Regions from separate parts of the Mus musculus genome. Here region 2 is linked to region 1. A link is a contact called in public Hi-C data. All regions are on one chromosome and are shown on one strand. Each heading gives the region's core, a stretch centred on a gene start, on an enhancer-like site or on the middle of the called end of the contact. The rest is flanking DNA. Distances are from core to core; before and after follow the strand shown.

What was found. A called contact is a pair of places that touch in the nucleus more often than the background predicts.
Region 2: a contact with region 1 is called in a Hi-C map of uterus. The contact joins the enhancer-like site here to the promoter of 4933433G08Rik in region 1. A contact is called at or near these places in 4 of 484 Hi-C or Micro-C datasets (the N1E-115 cell line, nephron progenitors and uterus) and 2 of 115 datasets of contacts at active chromatin or transcription factors (embryonic stem cells and microglia).

The regions. Positions count from the first base shown.
Region 1 is chr9:61,101,848-61,108,371 of GRCm38.p6, forward strand. It overlaps 4933433G08Rik (RIKEN cDNA 4933433G08 gene), which reads right to left and starts at 3,539. Exons shown (of 2, transcript NR_105026.1): 1 at 3,307-3,539; 2 at 1,165-2,777. The region is part of intron 2 of Gm34004 (a long non-coding RNA gene); the gene reads left to right.
Region 2 is chr9:61,166,014-61,172,863 of GRCm38.p6, forward strand. No RefSeq gene overlaps it. Among named protein-coding and RNA genes, the nearest start is that of I730028E13Rik, 31 kb to the left of the region's middle. Within about 2 kb of position 3,083, at least 49 of the 459 cell types and tissues checked have an H3K27ac peak or open chromatin away from gene starts, as enhancers often do. A contact at or near this core is called in microglia and uterus, where this site is marked.

The DNA of each region.
Region 1 (6,524 bases), core at 2,289-4,788:
ACTTTACTGACTGAGACCCCCTGCCTTCCAACTCATGACTCACACCTTCTGCTGAGAAAATCTCATTTCTCTTGCTTGCCCCATCTACACACATGGCCCATATGCCCAGCCAGAGCAGGTGGCAGCTCCACTTGCCAAGGAGAAGCCATTGGCCCCATCGGACACTTGACAGCAGCTCCCCTGACTGGCCCTTCTTCCAAGTGCCTCCACCACTGTTTCCCCCAACCCCACCCCCAAAAGTATTCTTTACATAGTTTCACCTTAAAGGAAAAGACACTTTCGTCTCTTTACCCACTGAATCTCTGTGGCTTGGACATGCAATTCAGTCCCTCTCAGACATTCCTTGAGAAAAACCATGAAGCCGCAGTCCTGGGGCAGGGCCAGAGGATCTGCATCTTTAATGGGCCTCTGTGACTTGCTGGATGCTGCTGGCTCAAAGGACCACACTTACGAACAGCAAAGATGTAGTTTTCCCATGCAAGGAATTAGCGAGCGAGTTGTCAGTGGAAACTCCATAGTCAGGCAGCATCTATCCAAAGCAGGAAAAAAAAGAAAACTCACAAAAACAAAACCTAAAGCAACTCACTCATTTTAATTAATGAAAAATACATGAATAGGCCATCCTTGTTAAGAAACCCCAAGTTATTCTCTCTCAGAGTACTGGGAGAATAGCCCTGCTCTCAGGGAAAAGGCGGGGTTAAGCCCACATTTTAATTAGCGTATCAATGGCTGATGATTAAACAGGGCTTTCTAAAGGACTGGACATCTGAACAGTTTTTCTCTTCCTCTCAAATTCTTAAGCATCGAGCTACCTCTGGCTTCTTCCGGCCTGCTGGTACTAATTATTTGCGCACAGCCTATTTTCAAAAGCAGACAGAGCCCTCCCTCCCTGCTCCGTTCACAGATCCCTCAGCAATGCAGGCCTGTCGCTGGTGCCAATCTCCTCACCAAAGGCGTTGCTTTTGTTTTATTTTTCTCTTTCAAGAAACTGACATCTTAGCGCCTCATATCCATCTTAGTTTAAACAAATGTTTTGATTACATCCAAGCGCGAGCCCAACAAAAGCTGTTGGGACCGGGCTGACGCATTTCCCTATTAGTTTTAGACAATTTGTTCTAATATTGTTGGGAATCGTTCGTTTATACATCCATACAGATTTGATTACTTTACTTGTTTCATTAATCTTTATTTGTTTAATCATCTGTTTAATCTGTTTAATCGCCGGTTTAAGTGGAAAGCTTACATGAAGATGTTTTACGTTGGCTCATCCAGGCATCCTGACGTGGAGCCCAGCGTTCCTTTTTGACTATTTATCACGTTCTTTTATAGGGCTTCATGAGCCACTTGAAAGCCTGTAGGATGCTTCGGGGAATTCAATAATTTAGTAGTTCTTCACCACTGAACATGATGTATTTTTAAAAATGTTATTTAAATAAGCAATATTTGTGGAATAATTTGACTTCCATTCTGGGCTCGCGGTTTCTTCTCTCCCAACCAAATGCAATATTTAAGTTGGCATGGAGACTAGTCTTTAAGAAACTGGGAAGGGAGGTCTGGGAGAACGGGGCTGTTCGCAAGGATGAGAAGCTCTTGTCTGTTCCAAGTGCAAGTTGGGTTTTGTGTGAATACTGAGGCCGTGCCCGAACTCTGACACTGCCTTGTCACAGTGTTGAGAGTGTGATGTCCTGCCATCTCCCTCCATGTTGTAAATGTGTGTCATGTTCAACCACCAGTCAGATGTAGGGCCCTAAGTCCAGCCAAGACCCCTTGGGAGCCATTTGTGAACTTGCATAGACAGCTGCCTTTGTACCCTGTATCTTAGGAACAGGTCAACCCATGTCTTTGGCAAGTCTTTTGTGAGCGGTTCCAACTGTGTTCAGAGGTGGGAGGTAACGGCGCTGTCTATGTAAGCTACGTGTTTCAATGTGGGGACAGCAGGCATGACTTCAGGGAGCCAGAGGGAACATCCTGGATTGAGTTGGAACACTTTCAGGGATGCATTGATGTTGCAAAGATGCATTAGAGGCAGAGCTCATCTCCTCTGCAAATGGAGAGTCCACCTGCCTCCATGCCAACCTCTGGAGTCCTCAGCATCTTCCACAGCCTCTGATTACGTGCCACTTTTGTCTCTAACCCCCAAAGTGACAACTATATAGCCTAATGTGGAACGGGCCTGAGAATCACTGGCAACGAATCCCCTACCTCAACCCATACCTTTCTGAACTTTTTAGTCCCTTTTCAAAAGAGCTGATGTGAGAATATAAGCAACCATGCTCTGTCTTGACCTTACAATGCTAACATTCATGACCTTGCTGGGTTAGATGTCCCTCAAGCCTGTCTAGGCTGCCAATCTGCACGTTTATACTGTCATCTTCTTGATTCCTACCAGGGCCTTTCACCTTTCAGACATGATCACGTGGGGAGCGTGTCTCTCCAACACACCTGAATGCATCTGAGTTAGCACCTCCTCTCTGGCTGGCCGTGTGACCTTGGGTAAGTCGTTCAACATTGTGGGTTCTGTTTCACACCCAACAGGTAGGAATGGCAAGAGCCCTTGTTTCACTGCTCATGGTAAATAAGACATGACAAGAAGGTGCCCAGGCATGCTCAGCCTGGTGCTTGGTTTACCTAGGCACTGGGACTGGCTGTTACAGAGGCCCACTGTGGGCTTCTGCACAGTTGTCCTCTGAAGGGGTGGGAAGCTTCAGAGGGAGATACTGTGCTGGAAGAGGCACTTGTTAACTTCCGCTGTGTTCTTCTGTCTGTCGCAGTGTTATCTGAAAAGACCGAGTTGTTTCCTGTTACTAACATGTTCTAGTCCTGATGTCCCGTTCTTGGTCATTTTCCCAGGCTCCCCACCTGGCCCTGGTGTGCCTCGTGCCTGAGACTTTCTTCATTTGATCCCTAGCAATCAAGCCCCCAGGTGGTCCCTGCCCCATACTTCTCTGGAGGGACAGCTTCTAATCCGGTCTTGTATAGTATTGACGGGGATGGATTTATTAAATGTCTTCCTCCCGAGCATCTAGATTTCTATGTCCATAAATTATTAGGTCTTGAAACCTTACTCCCGCCTCTGTCTGTACATCTCTGTGACATTCCCACAATCCTTCTTCCTTAGTATTCCCAGGAGTATGGTCTGAAGTAGTGAGAAGAGTCGCCTAGAAGCAGCAGTCAGCCAGTGCAGCTCAAGACATAGGCCCTAGCTGGGGATCTTCTGTCTGTATTGGGCTAAGGCCATCACTCCAATTGTGGTCTGGGCGCTCTCAGCCTTTCAACTGAGGGAGGATGTATATGGAAAGCATTTACCTTTTCCCTTTCCTTTGGGGCTCAGGACTTGGGGCCTGGTGGTAGCAAGCTAGCCACACAACTCAGCTCATCAAATGCTGTTGCTCAGTGGTTAGCACTGTGAGCTGCTGTGGTCAGTTAGTCAGTTACACCTTGTATCCATGGAGAAAACAAGAGAATGGACAGACACGCAGAAATTTCTGCTCACTGCCATGGGAAAGTCACTCTGTTTAAGCAAAGATGCCCTTGGATTGAGTGCTGTTCTCCCAGATTCTAGATTTGGCAATAGAATTTGGAATAGGGACAAAGAAGATTCTGGAATTGTATTTAAGGAGGAAAGAAGAGAAGCCTGTGGCTAATATCCAGAGATCTTAGTGGCTAGAGGCCTCACAGGGGGTCTTTAGAAATGCAGGACAAGGGAGAATGTCAGAGCAAACAGGAAAGCCTGGCCACACAGGCCCCAGGTCATCCTGGTGTGACCCTCTCTAGCCATGTCGTGCTCGGCAGATGCCCAGGAGACGTGGCCTGGTTAGGAAGCTCTATTTCCCATAATTAAGACCTTCAGCTTCCACAGCCACAAGGGTAGGGCTGTTGTCTCTATCATCCTTGCATCTCGTTCTCTCTTCCCACTTCCTCATTTGATGGTTGTGCCCTCACAGGGTGGATCCGAAAGGTGAGATTACTCAGAATCTGAGGTTGGCAATAGAAAGTGATGTGAGGTGTTCTGGTAACTCTGCTATTGATGCTGGGGCACTCACCACGGGCCAGACTCTGCGTCTGGCACTAGGGCTGCAGCGGCAGGTAGGCCTCTGGGCTCACTTCACAGGAGGCTGTGAGAATGAACCAGGAGACCCCCGTGGAAACAGTGCCCCCATAGAGACTGAGCAGGCTGCTGAACTAAAGTGGAGCACGGAGCGCTCTGCCTGCCAAACTAAGAACCATGCTCTCGTGAGCAGAGATGACTCAGAGAATGGCTCGGAACAAAGGAGTGGGATGAGCTGATTTTGTTTTTGAAACTTTTAATTCCAAAACTAAATCACACTCATAAAAAGATAAGATAGCGTGAAGAAAGCATGAGATTAAAGTTCTTGTGGTGTCCCCCCACTTTGCGGCACCAGTTCCTTCCCAGGGAAGTCCTCAGTGGATGCATCTGTGTACTTTCTTGATTTATTTATTGACTGCATTTAAGAACATATGTGCTTTTTTCACAGAAATAATATTAAGATGCACACAAGTTAGCTTATTAATAGCTGGCTCTCATTTCATGTGGGTACATATAAATTAATCTTATTAATAACTGGCTCTCATCTCGTGTGGGTGCATGTAAGTGAATCTTGCTTGCTGATGGGGATTTATTTTGTGGTCACTTTTTAAAAAATGGCCACCAGGTGCTGGAAGAGGTGGCTCTGCAGTTAAGAGAGCTGAGTGCTCTTCCAGGATCCCAGATTCTATCCCCAGCTGCTCATACCCATCTCTAGTCTCAGTTCCAAAGGATTTGATGCCCTCTTCTGGCCTCAGACACTAGGTACCTACACAGTGCACAGACACACATTTGGGCAAAACACCCATGCCCATCATACACATAAACATTTGATTTTGTAATGGTCACTAACTGTGATGTTGCCTTTCTGAACTTTGAGCTGAAAATTGAGTGTCTGAATAGTAAATTTTGTTTCAACTATATATTTTTTTTTTTGGTTTGGTTTGGTTTGGTTTGGTTTTTCGAGACAGGGTTTCTCTGTGTAGCTCTGGCTGTCCTGGAACTCACTTTGTAGACCAGGCTGGCCTTGAACTCAGAAATCCGTCTGCCTCTGCCTCCCGAGTGCTGGGATTAAAGGCATGCGCCACCACTGCCCAGCTTGACTATACTTTTTTTTTTAGATTTATTTTATGTCTCTCTCTCTCTCTCTCTCTCTCTCTCTCTCTCTCTCTCACACACACACACACACACAAACACACACACACACACACACACACACACACACACACACACACACACACACCTCTTCTGGGTGAAAGTCAAAAGACAACTCCCAAGAATTGCTACTCAGTTTCTATCCTGTGGGTCAGATAGACAGTCCTCAGGCTTTGTGGGAAGCCCCTTTGGCCATGACATCAGCCCTTTATTGTTAACCAAATTATTGAAGTATTGAAGTGTACTTTCCATTCGTAAAATTCACACATTTCAAATGTTGTTGACTCCTGACTGTGTACATATCACCACTGTTAAATACACACACACACACACACACACACACACACACACACACACACAAAACAAACTACTGTTACTATAACCACCCACAGCAGAGCATTTCTCTCCCTGAAAAATTTCCTTGTGACCCTTTGCTGTTAATCCCACTCTACTTCCAAACCCGGAAAGCCACCAACTCAGACTGTGACAACTGATCTTCATCGTCAGCTTGACATGGCTTAGCTCGACTCTGGAAGCAGGCTCTGGGCATGTCTTTGAGGGAGTTTCTGGATTAAGTTAATTGAGGCGGCAAGGGCACACATTATGCCACCATGCCCCCGGCTGGGGTCCAGCCTGAAGGAGAAGGGAGACAGCAAGCTGGGCAGCAGCCCTCGTCTCTCTCTGTGCCCAGCTGCCTCACATGCCTGCCGCCATGTCTACCCTCCATGGTGAACCGTGTGTACCCTCAAACTGTGATCCAGAGTCAACCCTTCCTGCTTCTCCCAGACATTTTATCAGCACAAAGAGAAACAGTGACTGATACCATATGACAGAATTTGGTCTGTCTAAACTTCAACGTATAAAAACCAATAAAGTATGTGTTTTCTCATAAATGAATTTTGCCCAGCATGATCTTTTGAGAGTCATCAGTCGCAGTTTCATTTACTAGGAGTTTAGTCTTTTTTATTCCTGAACATTCTATGGCATAGATTTATTCACAATTTTCTATTGACTCAACTTTAAGAAGAAATGGGCTTGTTTCCAGTTGGAGCCTATTGCAAATAGAGCTGTTAGGAACATACTTGTAAGAGGTCTTGTGTGTGTGTGTGTGTGTGTGTGTGTGTGTGTGTGTGTGTGTGTGTGAACATAGAGTATCATTTCTCAAATGCTGGGCAGCAGAATGGCTGGCTCATGGGACAGGTGTACTTTTGGGTTTATAAGGAGCTGTCAACATGTTTTCCTTTCATGCCTATGTGGTACATATTATACTGTGTATCCTTGCATAGGAGAGTTTCATTTGCTCCAGACAGTTGTCAACACTTGG
Region 2 (6,850 bases), core at 1,833-4,332, 64 kb after region 1:
GGAGGTAGAGAAAACCCCACCCCAGTCAGAGCTTCAGGCTGACCCCTGAGATGGCCAGACAGCAACTCTGAGGAAACCCTCACTCCCCTCAGCTTGTGCCAGGTGCCAGACACTGGGGTGGCATCCAAGGACAGAACTGAGGAGGTCACAAATCTAGTCAGATGCTAACTGAACACCATGCAGGCTGCTAACTTCAACAAAACATCCTGAAACAATTGTCACTCGGTCCTACAGGTAGAGAGGAAACCAAGAGAAAAAAACAGAAGCTTTGAGGAGGACAAGGCAGGCTTCATGGAGGTGACTCAGAATCCCCAAGGACGAATAGAAGTTGGCTCTCCTCATAGAATCACAACAGAAACCCTGGTCTTGTACCAAGGGCCCCATACCAATTCAGTGTCTAAAACTTACCAGAGCCCTGTGAGGTAATATTTGTCTTCAGATAATGGAACTAGAGAGTGCAGGGACAAAGCATTCTGGCCCAAGGAAACAGAGTGTGGGAAAGGACATACCACTGAGTACAGAAGGCACTCACTAGAGAGGAGGAAGGAGGGGTCACAGATGGATGAGAAGCTAGAATGGAAGAAACAAGATGCACTTAGCCAGTAGCATTCTGCAGAGCTTGCAGAGATGGCTGTCTTCCAGAGGATCTGAGTTGAGTTCTCAGCACCCATCTCACATACCTCCCGCTCCAAGGGGAACCTGGTGCCTTGTGACCTCCTGCACTTGTATGTAACATCCCCCCCACACATATTAAACATAGAAAATAATATTAAGTAAAATAAAGCATACTGTTACCCTCAGGGAAAATGGTGTCCTCTCCCACTTTCCACTCTACACTGTGTCATCTTCCCACTCTACCCTATAGCAGGTCCTGGGGTTCCCCCACATCACTCACCACTAGGATCTCCTCGTCTTCCCCACCCCTAGGTAGAGAACTAGCTGAACTAAGGGCTGTCGCTTTCCTGCAGGGAGCAGGAGATTCCTTCCAGTTCCCCTCCCCTTCACCTCAGAAAGCCCCAGGACAGAAAACCGAAGACCCTCCAGCTGGACCTCCTCCTTGGGGGGTGGAGATGGGGGAGACAGAACTCTTCTCTGACATCTCAGGCCATGGAGGGGAAGTGTCCTTGCCTGCCTGGCTTCTGCTTTCTTAAAGACTATTTGTGTCTCTTTTCCCTCAACAGTCCTCCTTACACACACACACACACACACACAGAGAGAGAGAGAGAGGGGGGGGCGTCTTGTGTCCACTCCAAACATAGATGACAAGGAGTCTCAGAAAATCGGCCTAAAGAAACACTGAACAAACTGTTTCCTGAACAGGCCTATCATCGTGACCCTTGTAAGCCAAGAGCTCACTTTATAACTTGGGAATGTACAAATATTTACAGTTGTGGGGAAGGGAGCCAACATCTTCTAGAGGGTCCCAGGATGGGAAAGGAGCTGAGGTCTGCCTAGCCAGTCTCTCCCTCACTATCCGGGACCTTACAGGATCCCCTGCACCTGGTCACCCTGTCTCTCTGCCCCTAGTTTTGGGTCTCTGCAGCCTCACAGTAGCGTATGTTCTTTCTCACAACTTTGGAAAACCACTGTCTCCATTTATTCTTGGGTTCCTGCCTCCATGGTCATGTTCCCTTGATAGGCTAGCACAGCCTAGCTGGCCAATGTCCATCTCAAACTATGACTTGCAAATCTGTTTCCCGTTCGACAGCTGAGTGGCTTGTCATGCTCCCACCCTGTGCCCATCGTTCCTGGTCTCAGAGACACAGCTTGCTCTCCATGCAGCGTGAGAGGGAGAGACGGTGGGAACAAACTTGTCCCGGATGCCTGAGCACCGTTCTAGCTATCTGAAACCAGCAGGTTCAGGACAACCCCAGGGAGAAGACATTCTTCTCCATTCATTTGGGAACTTGGTCTCCTGACCTAGAACTGAAAATACAGAAATAAAAGCAGGAGGGTCTCCAGGCCTAGTGACTTTATTTTATATTCTGTATCTGTATTGACTTAGTATCAGGGGAACTGGTTTTAAAGCTATTTCCTGTGTAATTAACTTCTCTAAGCCTAAGGTGACTACCCTGTCCCAGTTTGCCTAGACTTAAACCTGTGTGTGTGTGTGTGTGTGTGTGTGTGTGTGTGTGTGTGTGTGTGTGTGTGTGTAGGGTATGACATCCTTGGGTGTCATTTCTCAGATGCCATACACCTTGTTTTTTGAGTCAGGATCTTTTGCTGGCCTGGAATTAATCAAGTAGGCCAGGCAGGCTGCCCAGCAGGCTCAAGGGCTCTATCTGCTTGTCTGTGCAAGGACCGTAGATGGATGTGTGCTTATGGCCCACAGGAGATTGGACTAATGTTCTCATGCTCGCATAGCAAACACTTACTGACTAAGTTGGCTCCTCAGCCCCAAACCATCTTGTTGGGTTTGGGGTTTTTTGTGGGGAGCAGGGAGATGTTTTGGGCTTTGGTTTTGGCTTTTTACAGTGGTAAGACCTGTGTCCCCAGAGACTACTCAGTTCTGGGCAAATGGGTCCAGTTGGACACCCTTTAAAACTAATTCCCTCATGATGAAATGATAATAGTGGAGTTTCTGTGAAGTTTCTCTGAAAAATTGCTCACTCAAAACCTCCAGGATGCTGGCATATATACATACATGCACATATATGTACACATGTTCATATATAGGCACTCAACTGATGATTTCTTAAATTGAAAACTTAGTTTACTGTAGCAAGTTAGGAAGATGCAAGAGTGGAGGGGGGCTAAAAAATGGGCTTCCATAGTTTAAATGGGTAACGATTTTAAATGTTGACGAACATAAGGAGATCCCTCGCAGAGGGTCTCATGGCTCTCTCGTAGGAGTGCCCCATTAAGGTTCAGTTAAGTGCTCCAGGTGAGACTTCCTCTGACAGGAAAAGCGCTAATCCCATGCACTCTCACATCTGAAGAAGCAAAGTGGATGAAACTCCCCTGAGCAGAGCCACAGGAAATGCCTTAGAACCCTGAGTCTTAGTCTTATGGGTTAGCACCTGGCTACCCTGTGGCATTGGCTTTTGGCCAGGAGATAGGACAGGGAGGCACAGATGAGAGGCTCCCACGAGAGCCTGAGTCTGCAGTTCACCCCCTGTGACTGCAGACGCGTAGTCTTCACACGTCCGGTCTGGTCACCACATCTGTAAAATGAGGAAGAGAAAGCAGACAAGGTGTCTAACGGACAGACAGCAAGGAGGTCCAGAGCATGGGTCCACCACCCACGAGGCACCCATAGGGCAGTGGCTTTGGGGGCTGTCATTGTACCCTGTGCCTTGGCCCATGTCCTCATAAGTGATGATGGTGTGAACTAAGGCGCTTCTTGGTGCATGGGAAGTTCTCAGTAAGTACCACTCATTTTGTTGTCCGCCCCCTACTCTGGGCCTAACATGGAGGTCAACCGTGCCATCCTTCCCTCCCTACATCACCAAGGGTTAATGAATAATAAGCATTTATTAGGGTGTTTGGTTAGGTTCCTTTTCCCTCCTGAGCCTGCCCTATCACTCAGCTGGCTCATGTTGAACTTGAGGCAGACTTTAGAACCTCTTGATCTTTATGAGAGCTGTAGGCAAGCCAGGTCTCCCTCACACTGCCCTTGTGCAATTTCGTTTTGGAAACCGTGTTCGAGACATTAGATTTATTGATGCTGAGTTTCATCTGCTTGCTTTTGACCCAACATTCTCCACTGTCGAGATCATCCCAGACTCTAAATCTGTCAGCTCCTCCAGCTTGGAGTCATCTGCAAATTTGATGCACATGTTCCCCACATCTTCATCCAAGGTCTCAGCTTGAAACAACTATTTTTATAGATAAAAATAGACACTGAGATACAGGCCATTCTGCAGATCAGAGGGACCCACACTCAAGGCTGAGCAGCGGGGGAAACTCACCATGTGGAAGCAGGGGCTTACGACCCTAGATCAGATGTAAGACTTTTCCATACGTATGCCACTTACATGTGCCGGTATCTTCTCCCGAGGTTCCAGAATGTTTCCAGTGATGACAAGGAGAGTTCACTTCAAGGCCACCTGTGGTCACTTCCAACTTCTAAACCTGAGTCTACCAGGATGGGTTGAGTCTGTTGGCAACAAAGGCAGCCCCCAAAGCCAAGACCTGCCTTTCCCTATCCCACTGCTTCTCTAGCCAAAGATACCTGCTACTCATCCAAGAACTGCATCTTTATTGGCTCAGGGAGGTACAGGCCGTGGTGACTTAATACACTGCCTGCTTCTAGGGGGGTGGGGGGAGGGTCATGGAGTCTGAGCCACACTAAGACAGAGCTGCTCTCGGCCACCAGGAGCTGCCCATGGTTCTGAGCACAACCAGCCCAGGTCTTGAGGGCATCCTGTGTTACAGCGCAGGGTGGCCGGCAGGGCTTACTAACAAGAATGCAAGTCAGCATTATGGGAAAGGCCTTTGGCAAAGTACTAGGAAAAAGCTAGGAAAAAAAAATCTATGAGAAATTTCCTTAGAAAATGGTTTTAGAATAAATGCACAGGAACAAGTTCTATTTCTCCAGATAGTGGGACAACTCTCTAAGTAGTTTGGAGCTTCTCAAAGCCTCATGCCCACCTTCAGCCTCCATACAGTAGCAGACAGCTGATCAGATGTCCCCTAGCCCAGGACAGCCTTGTGGCTCTTGGAGGCATGACCTACTCTTTTGCTTTTGTTTTTCATGAATAAGTGTGCAGTCTATGTGCATATGTGTTCACAGATATGTGGGCACAAGTATGTGCTGTGCGTGGAGGCTAGAGATTGATCTCTTGAGTCTTCTACACATTGCTCTGACCTTTATTCCCTGAAGAGGGACTGACAGTATGGCTAGTCATGCTAGCCAGTCTGTTCCAGGGATCTCTGTCTATCTTCCAAGCATTGAAATTACAAGAGGGCCGCCATGATCACCTAGCATTTACATGGGTTCTGGGGACCTGAACTCTGATCCTCACACTGACTGCTTAGGCAGCAAGTGCCTTAGCTGCTGAACCATCTTCTTGGCCTATGCATCCCCCTCCCTTTGTAGGGAAAAGGATGATAAAGGCGATGATGGAGAGGGATGGTACCCATGACGGACCGCTGAGTCAGCCGTTGTTCTGGCCCTTCTCAACAGGCATCTCCTCTCCCTTGGGAAGCAGATGTTTTGTTATTCCCATTTTACTGAGGAGTAAACTGGAGCCCACTGTGACTGTAAGCAGACAGATCGGAAGCCCAGTCTCTGCCCATGACATTGCAGCCTGTCTCTGTAGTAACCTCCAGCTGGCTTTCTCATGACTCAAGCAGCCTCTTGGGGACAGAGCAAAGCTGCTCACCAGCCCCTGTGTGTCACCAACCCCTGTGCTATGTTGGGTCAGAATTCCAGGCTCACTGGAGAAGGGGCAGAGCAAATCTGGTGACTTAGCCTTTTAGTGCATATGGCATCAATCTCCTTTGTCCCTGGACAATGGCCCTTTAATTAGAGCAAGCCCCCGGTTATGGGTGGCTGTAAGCTATCATGAAGGTGCTGAGAACTGAACCTAGGTCCTCTACAAAAGCATTAAATGTTCTTAATTGTTGGGACATCTCTTCAGTACCCACAGTATGTATCTTAAATGTTACCCCCAAGCTCATGTGGTAAAGGCTTGATCCCCAGTGTTACGGCATTCAGAGGTGACTGGATGACAAGGGCTTTGAACTCACAAAGGGATAGATCTGTTAATGGATTCTTAGTGGAGTTTAGGGAAGGAGATTTGTTTTGTAAGTGCATGCATCCTCTCTTTCTGCTGCCTGGCTACCATGAAAGGAACAGCTTTCTTTTGTCCCAGGAAATCGGTCACAATGCTCTGTCCCACCACAGACCCAGAACAAGGTTGCCAAGTGGCCAAGGGCTGAGCCCCTTGTGATTGTGAACCAAAATTTTTTCTCCTCTGCAGTGATTGCTTGGAGATGCTCATCTCAGTGGCAGAAAATGGCTAACACATGGACGATCTCTGTGCCTTATTGAATCATGTGGAGTTAAGGGTGGAGCTCCACAAAGCCACATCTGTTAGCACATCTGTGGGTTAGGCACTAACCCACTTCAGCTCTTCCTGATGTTCCTTTTCACCCCATCAAGCAGTGCCTTCCCCTTATACCTTTTTTTCCGTGAATTGTCCCTCCTGAGTAGAGGCAATGACCGCTCCACTTCTTTGGCCTGGACAAATGATTTGTCCAGAAGGCAATGAGCTGAGCAAGGCCTTGAACACCCAATACCACAATCACTTCCAGTCCCCACACACTGCCACGGTGAGTCTCCCCCAAGTCCAGGTCTGGATTTTCAGCATTTGCCAATTGTTGATCTGCATCTCCATCATCAAGTCCTATGACAAACTTCAGGCTCTAGTTGGATAGGGGGCAAAGGAGACTATGGCTCTTCATTTTAACAATCTTCCAGATATCTAAGTTGCTTGTCTATCCTTGTTGGCTTTGTTAACTTGATACAGCCTAGATTCTAGCTAGACCCCAGAGTCATCTGAGAGGAAAGTCTAGATTGAGTGATTGCCTGGATCAAACTGACCTGAGGCCATGTCTATGGGGAATTGTCTTGAATATCTATTTTTGTAGAAGGGCCCAGAGTACTGTGGGAACCATCATTTCTGGGCATGTAGTCCTGGGCTGTATAAGAAAGCCAGCTATGCATGAGCCCATGGGCAAGCCAGCAAGCAGTGTTCCTCCCTGGTTACTGCTTCTTACTCCTGCTTTGAGTTCCTGCTCTGACATCCCTCAGTATATAAATAAATAAATAAATAAATAAATAAATAAATAAACAAATCCTTTCTTCTCCTAAGTTGCAGTTAGCTGTAGCATGTGTCACACT